Regions from separate parts of the Mus musculus genome. Here all the other regions are linked to region 1. A link is a contact called in public HiChIP or PLAC-seq data. All regions are on one chromosome and are shown on one strand. The core of a region is the stretch at or near the end of the contact, and the rest is flanking DNA. Distances in the headings are between cores, read along the strand shown.

Region 1 (2,598 bases), core at 57-2,556:
AAAAAGTAATGTTGAGGCTACCTCCATCGCCCCCCCCCCCACCCGCTTTCCTTCTTCTATATGTCCCTACATTAAAGAAGGTACTTGGGGGCTCCTTCAAGAAAAGTTGACTCCAAAGTGAGCTCCAGTGGTCAGCCAGGGCCCCATTTCTAGAGGGCAGAGTACAGTTCTGGTATGAGGGCAACACTGTGTGGCTGCCACACACCACTTCCCCCAACCCATCTGCATACATAGGCTGAGCACTTGCTCAGACACAGGGACCCATGAGAACAAGTCCAGTGTTGCTTCACCGATTAAAGGGCTCCCATGAAGACTCATGCAGCTAGTGCCACCCTACAGACTGCCCGAGCTGCCCACAGGAAAAACTAATTACATTCAGATCGCTGGAGAGCGGTCATCCAGAATACATACCTTGCAAAAACTTAGGAACATTCAGGTTGAGTAATGGTTCAGATGGTTTGCAAATAACACATGCTCGTTTTTATGTTGCTAAAGACTCTTTGCTAGGAAACGAAACACTTGAAATTTAATCTGTAATGTTCTCAAGAGTCTTAGGCCAAACCAACTCAAGCTGTGAACGCCTTGGCTCTGGAGAGCCAGGCAAGGGTCAGGGCAGGGCAGTCCCTGGCCTGGCCTGATGCCTCCAGAATAAACCAAACAGCCACCGGAAGTGGTTTCTGGGAGTCAGTAGGTGGCACACTTCCTCTTGAGTCAGAACTGAATCACAGCTGTGAGCCGCAAAAAGGATCTTTCTTTATCCCCTACCTTTTTTCCCTGTTCCCAGCAGTCACATTATCAAACTCTATCAAATGATGTGTGCCTCGCTTAGCTTAGCATATTCCAATGAAGAAAGGGAGAAAGAAAACCATTTGGAAACAAGAAGAGGGTGGGAAATACAGAGGCCTGAACTGAACTCTGACATTGTTTCATAACTAGTCACATTCTAAGAGATGCAAAGGAAAGCTATCTGTAGGTTTCACTGGGGTCATAAGGACCCCAGTTCTCCCAGCTCCTGTCTGACCCACTTCCAGTGAGACAGTTAGCTCTCACTTACATAAGCTGTGTTGCTTAAAATGGCCCTGCTTGGCTTTTCACTTGCTGAACCTGGCATACTCCCCTGTCTGCTGGACAGCCGTCCTCGATGCTGTCCCGAGCAAGGCCTTCGGTCAGCTCTGGGTGAAATGATCCTGTTCTGAATGTACTGAATGCTGTTGGCAATGCTGTAAATTGTTTTTAGTCCCAAGGAAAAGAACTCGGCAGTTACCAACAAGTCACAAAAACAGGCATACTTTCCCCCATCTTCTCCCTAGTGTAGTTCTGGGAATGCACATATATTTAACCACATTTTTATCTGATGACCTTTATGTTAGTATTGCTTTGCTGCTTCCTTTCAAGCCAATGTATTTAGATTGATAGCATGTTTATGAACATGACTTCATAGGCCCAGGCTAAATGCCCTATGTTTGTTTGACTCCTAGAAAACTGATAATCAGCCTGGAATCAGAAATCTTAGTACAATGCTAATATCTCATGGTTCCTGCTGTAAACCAGTCCAAAGTTTAAAGAACACGTTGATTTGTGTTCAGATTCAAGATAAACAGTAATCTGTAACTGTTTATATAGTCCTATGCTTAGTATATGCAGGGCCTTGGCTGCTGTCCTCAGTAGTGTGTGTGTGTGTGTGTGTGTGTGTGTGTGTGTGTATTTATGTATGAGTGTAAATGTGTGGGAGTGTGTGTGTGAGTCAGTATACAGGTGTGAGTGTGTTATGAGTGTGTGTGTGTGTGTGTGTGTGTGTGTATTTATGAATGAGTGTAAATGTGTGTGAGTGTGTGTGTGAGTCAGTATACAGGTGTGAGTGTGTTATGAGTGTGTGTGTGTGTGTGTGTGTGTGAGAGAGAGAGAGAGAGAGAGAGAGAGAGAGAGAGAGAGAATAAAGGGATCTGTGGAGTTGTGGGACCTTGCATAAGTCTCTGAACCTGTCTGAGCCTTCACTTCCTCAGTCTGCACAACAGGTTTCTAACACAAGGGTAGTCTTACTATGAGAACTGCAAGCTTTTCCATAGTGCCCAGGACAGCTCTTGTTTATGCTCAGTCTTTAAGATCAGTTTGTGCTTGTTCTCTTTATTTACAACATCTTTTCGCTGGGAGATATGAACAGCATTTGGACAAACGTGGGCATGCCAAGTCCCGTCTTGCCCAATGACATCATTTACATCCAGCTCCTGTAGCAATTTCATCCACAACACCTGCAACACATGTGACATCAAGTGGCATGTTGGACTCCTTCACAGACTGGTGGGGAAGTGAGCCAGGCAGTTTTCAAAGCCAAAGGCAGCTGTCTGGGCTGGACTGCACTGCCTGTGGATGGCAAGCTAATGGGAAAGGAGTCCTCATCTGACACATGGAAAGGAGTGCCTAAAGGACCAGTTGGGAGCGGGGCAGGGGGGGGGGGTGCAGAGCCAGCAGCAGCAGCAGCAGCAGAACTCATAGCAGCTAGATCTGGCACAGCCAGGTCAAACCAGGCAAAGGCTGGCCATCAGGGAGAAACAGACATTGCCATGAGAACTGAAAAGCCCTTCAGAAATTCGCATCTCC
Region 2 (2,598 bases), core at 52-2,551, 220 kb before region 1:
ATCAATTCCTGAAAGTTGTCCTCTGGCTTACACACATGCTGTGGCATGCAGTTGCCCTCACTCAGGCACACAAGCAAAATGCATGCATACATATACACATACATACATACTATATTCAATACATATGTACATACATACATACAAACATACACATACATCCTACATACCATACATATATAATACATACATACATACATACACACAAAAAATTCATTCACACACAAATAATAAATTAAAATTTAAAAATAATAACCAAACGGAACTTGAGGGTGTTTCTGTGTTGCTTTCTTCATTTTTGAAACTGTCTATAAAAGAAAATATCTTTGTAGAAAATACAAAATGTAGTATTTACAGAGTAAAGAAGATGCAGTTGACAACTTCCAGATAAATTTTTAAGACCACAAAGTCCTGTAGCCATACCGACATTACATCTAATGTGCATGTTTGCAGTTGTTTCAGAGCAAAATAAAAAATTTTAATTGCTGAAGTCGTATTTAACTATTCAAATCCCCAGAGTGTGTGAGGATTTTTAAGTGCTGTTCATGGATGATCAGGACTGCCCTGGGGGTTCCTGTGCTAGTCTATCCCCATGCATTTCAATATCATGAAAATATATTTATGTATGGCTGCTTTACGACTTCATTCATTTTCTAAAGTACACGTAGATTGTGGTATCACTATTAAAATCTCTTCTGTAAAGACATCTGAAAACTCTAATAACACTCCCTCACTAAATCAGAGACAAGTGGAAATGACCATGGTCCTGTGACCCAGAATCACTGTTAGAGAAGCTGAAGAGAGAGATAGCTCTGTGGTTGAGAGCACTGCTGCCCTTTCAGGGGACCCGGGTTCAATTCCCAGCATACACCAGTTGACTCACCACTGTCTGTAACTCCAGTTTCAAAGCATCTGACACCCTCTTCTGGCTTCAGCAGGTCATACAAAACATGCAGGCAAACACACATACACAAAAAAATAATAAAAATCAATTTATAGCTCCAGTGGCACAATGGACCCATTGTGCAGGGTACTTAGTATGGAAACCATCAGGACAACTGCACAAGAGCATGATGGGTAGAAAACACGTCCCCTGATGGCAACTGAGTCAGTCACTTCATCTCCACTTGGAACAGTCACAATACATTTTGTTATCTTCTCAAGGAAATAAAAGCTGAGTATCACACAAAGAACTTTAAATGTCATGATTTTAATGCCATGTTGGAGTATGCTTACTGGAGAGCACAGGGCTACCTCAAGAAATTTGGGAATCTTTGTGTTTGTTCCTGTTACTTCCCACACAGTCCAGCAGGTGGTAGCCTAGGCAGGGACAAATGTCTTCCTTCTCCTTCCCCAAGTGGCAAGCAGACCCATTTGAAAACCTGGAACTGTGGCTCTGCACAATGCCTTCCCTCCTCCACACAAGAAAAGGAAGGATTTCAAAGGTTGTTTCCTGGATGGGTATTAGGGTATAGACCATCTTCCCTGAGAAGGAGACCAAACTAATACTGTGTTTACATGTGATTAATCATGCGATATTCTGAACATATTTCCTTGTCTTTGTGATTTTCAGAAATTCCTCTGATTTTATATCTCTTCGCCCTGATTTCTATGACGTGGCTTTGGGGAGGACTGCATATGGCCTACAGACACTTCTGGATGTTGGTTCTCTTTGTCATTTTCAATAGTCTGCAGGTAAGCCAAGCCTTACAGGCAATACACATTTAATGAATGCAAAGCACCAAGTGTCAATGTTCAAAACGTAAGAGTCTACATAAAGTTGAGTTTGTGTGCACAATGGCATACAACATTTTAGAGTAATATGGTAGGAGTTAAATATTTAACATTTGAATGTGGCAGAAATTACAACTTTCTTATCATGTACACATAAAAATGGAAAGTATTTACTAGTTTATTTTCAGCAATATTGAGTAACTGCAAAACTGTGTTTCTTTATGGATAGTTTTTAATCAGACGGTAACGATGGAGAAATAATCCAAATACATGGGGCATGTGTATCTACACATTAGTTCAATTGAACAGTGAATTGATGGTTAAGCAATTTCCTCTTAATGTTTAGATATAAGAAAATTTCAGTGACTAAAAGTTATATTTGACCCCTACTCAAGTCCAATAATGGCAAGTTTAAATTAATTTTAAAAATACGTTTAAGTTTTATAACTGAGGGCTATAGCTATAGCAAAAAAAATGAAAACTGACTTTCAGAGCTTTTGTGAAATGGGAAGATGTTGCATTCTAAAATTATCAAATGAAACAAATGAACACTTTTTTTCTTATTTTCCAACATGAAAAAAAAAAGCCAGACTAAAATAGTTCAATAAAATTACCCAAACTGCTTTTACATAGTCATTATTTGTTCACTGTCTTATAAAATGGATATGTGCATAAATACATATGCTGAGAATCATGCAGCTGAGATATGATTCAGTGGTAGAGCATTTACATAGCACACAGGAGGTCTATGGGTCACTACTTAGTCTTAAAAGCAGAAGAGAAGAGGAGGGGGAGACACTTTCTTTAATCAGAATACAAGGTACATGATGACATTTGATCAAAGTACATTATCTGGTTAGGAAGGGG
Region 3 (2,598 bases), core at 41-2,540, 170 kb before region 1:
AACAAACAAACAAAACGTAACTAAGAGCACTGAGCATTTCCTCTTTCTAAGAACTTGCGATTGAATAGATTTCCTTAAAATACCAAATGCTAGCTGGGCGTGGTGGGGCATGCCTTTAATCCCAGCACTCGGGAGGCAGAGGCAGGCAGATTTCTGAGTTCGAGGCCTGCCTGGTCTACAAAGTGAGTTCGAGGACAGCCAGGGCTATACAGAGAAACCCTGTCTCGAAAAACCAACCAACCAACCAACCAAAAAAACAACAAATGTTTGAGATTAAGAGAACTTAATTCTGATGATGCCACCTTGTCCTGCCCTATCTCTGGAGGCAGGAGAGTTGCAGGGCTCTACATGGAAGCCTGAAGTGTCACTCAGCCAGGATCCTTTATAGCTTGATGAAATTGGAGAAAGATCTCAGAAGAGAGTCCAACACAGCCAAGCCACGTTCCACTTCCTGTCTTAGCCAGTTCTGTCTTGTCACTTCTTGTTAAACATGTGAACTGAAGCTCGGGACTGACAGACATGATGGAGCGAACAGCTGAACTCCCTTTGCTTGCTTCACGCTGAACACACTAGAGACCTGTCTCAGTAGTTAAACCTGCGTTTGCTCCCTACCACCCACAAGGCAACTCAAACCCCTGTGACTCCAGTTCTAAGGGATTCAAGCGCCTCTGTGGGTTTCTGCATGCACTTGATGCAAAGAAAATCATGTAAGGAAATAAATAATAACAAATGAAAACAAATAATAATAAACTAATAATAAATAATTCTTTAAAAAGAGAGTAATGAGCATATGTAATCCTTTAAACTATGGATGATTTCCTTTGTGGCTCACAGAACATTGATTAATAAGTTTTTATTCCTGGGTCAAAAGAAATACAGAATGGATCTTAATTTTATAGTCAATCCAACTGTAAATAAGTTAAAGACTCTTAAAAGCATTTTCATGATTATAGAAGGACCATGAAAATAATCAAAACAGCAACTCATAGACACAATTAGCTTCCCTGTAAACCTGCCATCTGTAAATGACAGGAAGTATAGATAGCTGGTGTTTATGAACCTGATGCTTGGTGGGGGTCAAATATTGTTTTATTTGTGAGCAGTCTGAGAGCAGGAATCATGCTCCTTTATCCATGCATCCCAGGGCCCGGCAGTGTAGACTGTGACCGCAACATTCTACAAACGGAGAATCCAGGTGCTTTGTTGAAATTGCTGCACACAACACTGTAGTGGGACCCTGCACACAGCGTGCAGTACTTGGAAGGGGAACTTGTTTTTCCTCTGAGGTCAGAAACCTCCACAGCTGAATACTTTGGATAATGCAGGCCCCCTTTCTATATTTGCACAGCTTGGCCGAGACCAAGCAAGAGTCAATTTAAGCATAATCTGCATTTAAACATTCTTTCCTTTTTATTTTAACCATGTTTGTGTTTCCTGGAGCACATCTAAAAGTCTCAAAATATTTGCCATGTACTTCTATGCTTTTAAGAACAAAAACAATGCAGTTTTTGAGTGTAGCTATGTTCAGCAGGCAGAACATTTCCTGGCGCATGAAAGGCTCGATATGAAAACAAGCAGGAGAGGCTGCAGAGCTTTAACAGATGGTCTTCAGAGATGGGTTTTAAAGCATGAGGTTTGTTTCCTTATCCAGCTTTTAACCTGACACATCTCAACACTTCCAGTGACCTCGAAATAAATCAGGAACATTGCACAACATTTAAGGCTGACACTTTAATTTTTTTCCTGTTTTGTCTATTGCTGTGGCCAATGTAATTAGGTCACAGTCATGTGAAAAGTTAGTTGTATAAGAAAAAATGTTGGATGAGCATGGGTGTTTTCAGGAAGACTTTGTTTCTATTAATGTGCACACTATCATTTGTACTTGAAACCAATTCACTGGGCCTACATCTTTTGGAATATTAATATGCTCTCCAAAAACAGACAAGCCTGAATCAAAGGGAAATGTGTGTTTCTGCTTGCTCTGATGTGACAAGTACAACAATGAGGAGTTTTGTTTTGTTTTTGTGTGTTTAGCATGCACACCACTGCTTTTTAAATGCTCTTAGTTATAGAGACCAGCTGAAAAGGTGTCACCCTAGTAGAAAGAGAAGAGTCTAGACTCTCACACGCCTCCAAAGACAGCCATGTATAGCATAGCACCTTGTCCTCTCAGGTCCTGTATGTAAAAGCTAATTCTGACTGGGGGGGGGGGGCTGTGGTGATTGCTAAGAAGTGTAGACAGTTCGGGTACAGTTGTACAGCTGGTACAGTTCCAATTGCTTCAATACTCGAGAGATGATGGGAACCATGGGGACAGCACATTTTACAAATGCTGACACTTGTTGATGTTTTCAGAAAAACTTTTACATTAATTCTATTTATTCTTTAATTAGCTGAGTATCTTTATTTTTATCTTTGTGGATTCAAAATTTTAGTGACAAATTCTTATATGCATTCAAATTTTAAACACCAAGAAATATTTAAAAAAAAACACAATTTAAGGTATCTTATTGTCTAAATGAAATTGTCAGAATCACTAGGCTTTGAACAGTAGTCTTACAGTAAGTACAGCACGTGTGGAAAACATGAAGGAAGAAG

The links. HiChIP or PLAC-seq counts read pairs in DNA pulled down with a chosen protein or histone mark.
Region 2: a contact with region 1 is called in an H3K27ac HiChIP or PLAC-seq map of heart atrium, with 5 times the contacts expected there. The contact joins the enhancer-like site here to the promoter of 5430425K12Rik in region 1. A contact is called at or near these places in 1 of 39 promoter capture datasets (the 3T3-L1 cell line), 10 of 484 Hi-C or Micro-C datasets (Sertoli cells, bone marrow-derived macrophages, brown adipocytes and 4 more) and 5 of 115 datasets of contacts at active chromatin or transcription factors (PVALB interneurons, astrocytes, fibro-adipogenic progenitors and 2 more).
Region 3: an H3K27ac HiChIP or PLAC-seq map of heart atrium shows a contact between it and region 1, with 5 read pairs. The contact joins the enhancer-like site here to the promoter of 5430425K12Rik in region 1. A contact is called at or near these places in 2 of 484 Hi-C or Micro-C datasets (nephron progenitors and uterus) and 3 of 115 datasets of contacts at active chromatin or transcription factors (heart atrium, microglia and pancreatic cancer cells).

Annotation. Positions count from the first base shown.
Region 1 is chr13:80,939,111-80,941,708 of GRCm38.p6, reverse strand. It overlaps 5430425K12Rik (RIKEN cDNA 5430425K12 gene), which reads right to left and starts at 1,306. Exons shown (of 5, transcript NR_103550.1): 1 at 1,055-1,306; 2 at 412-503.
Region 2 is chr13:81,154,249-81,156,846 of GRCm38.p6, reverse strand. Adgrv1 (adhesion G protein-coupled receptor V1) reads left to right here. Exons shown (of 90, transcript NM_054053.4): 87 at 1,571-1,692. Among named protein-coding and RNA genes, the nearest start is that of Gm32639, 52 kb to the right of the region's middle. Within about 2 kb of position 1,301, at least 10 of the 459 cell types and tissues checked have an H3K27ac peak or open chromatin away from gene starts, as enhancers often do. A contact at or near this core is called in bone marrow-derived macrophages and heart atrium, where this site is marked.
Region 3 is chr13:81,107,788-81,110,385 of GRCm38.p6, reverse strand. The region is part of intron 87 of Adgrv1 (adhesion G protein-coupled receptor V1); the gene reads left to right. All of the region lies in intron 2 of Gm32639 (a long non-coding RNA gene), which reads right to left. Among named protein-coding and RNA genes, the nearest start is that of Gm32639, 5.4 kb to the right of the region's middle. Within about 2 kb of position 1,290, at least 21 of the 459 cell types and tissues checked have an H3K27ac peak or open chromatin away from gene starts, as enhancers often do. A contact at or near this core is called in heart atrium and uterus, where this site is marked.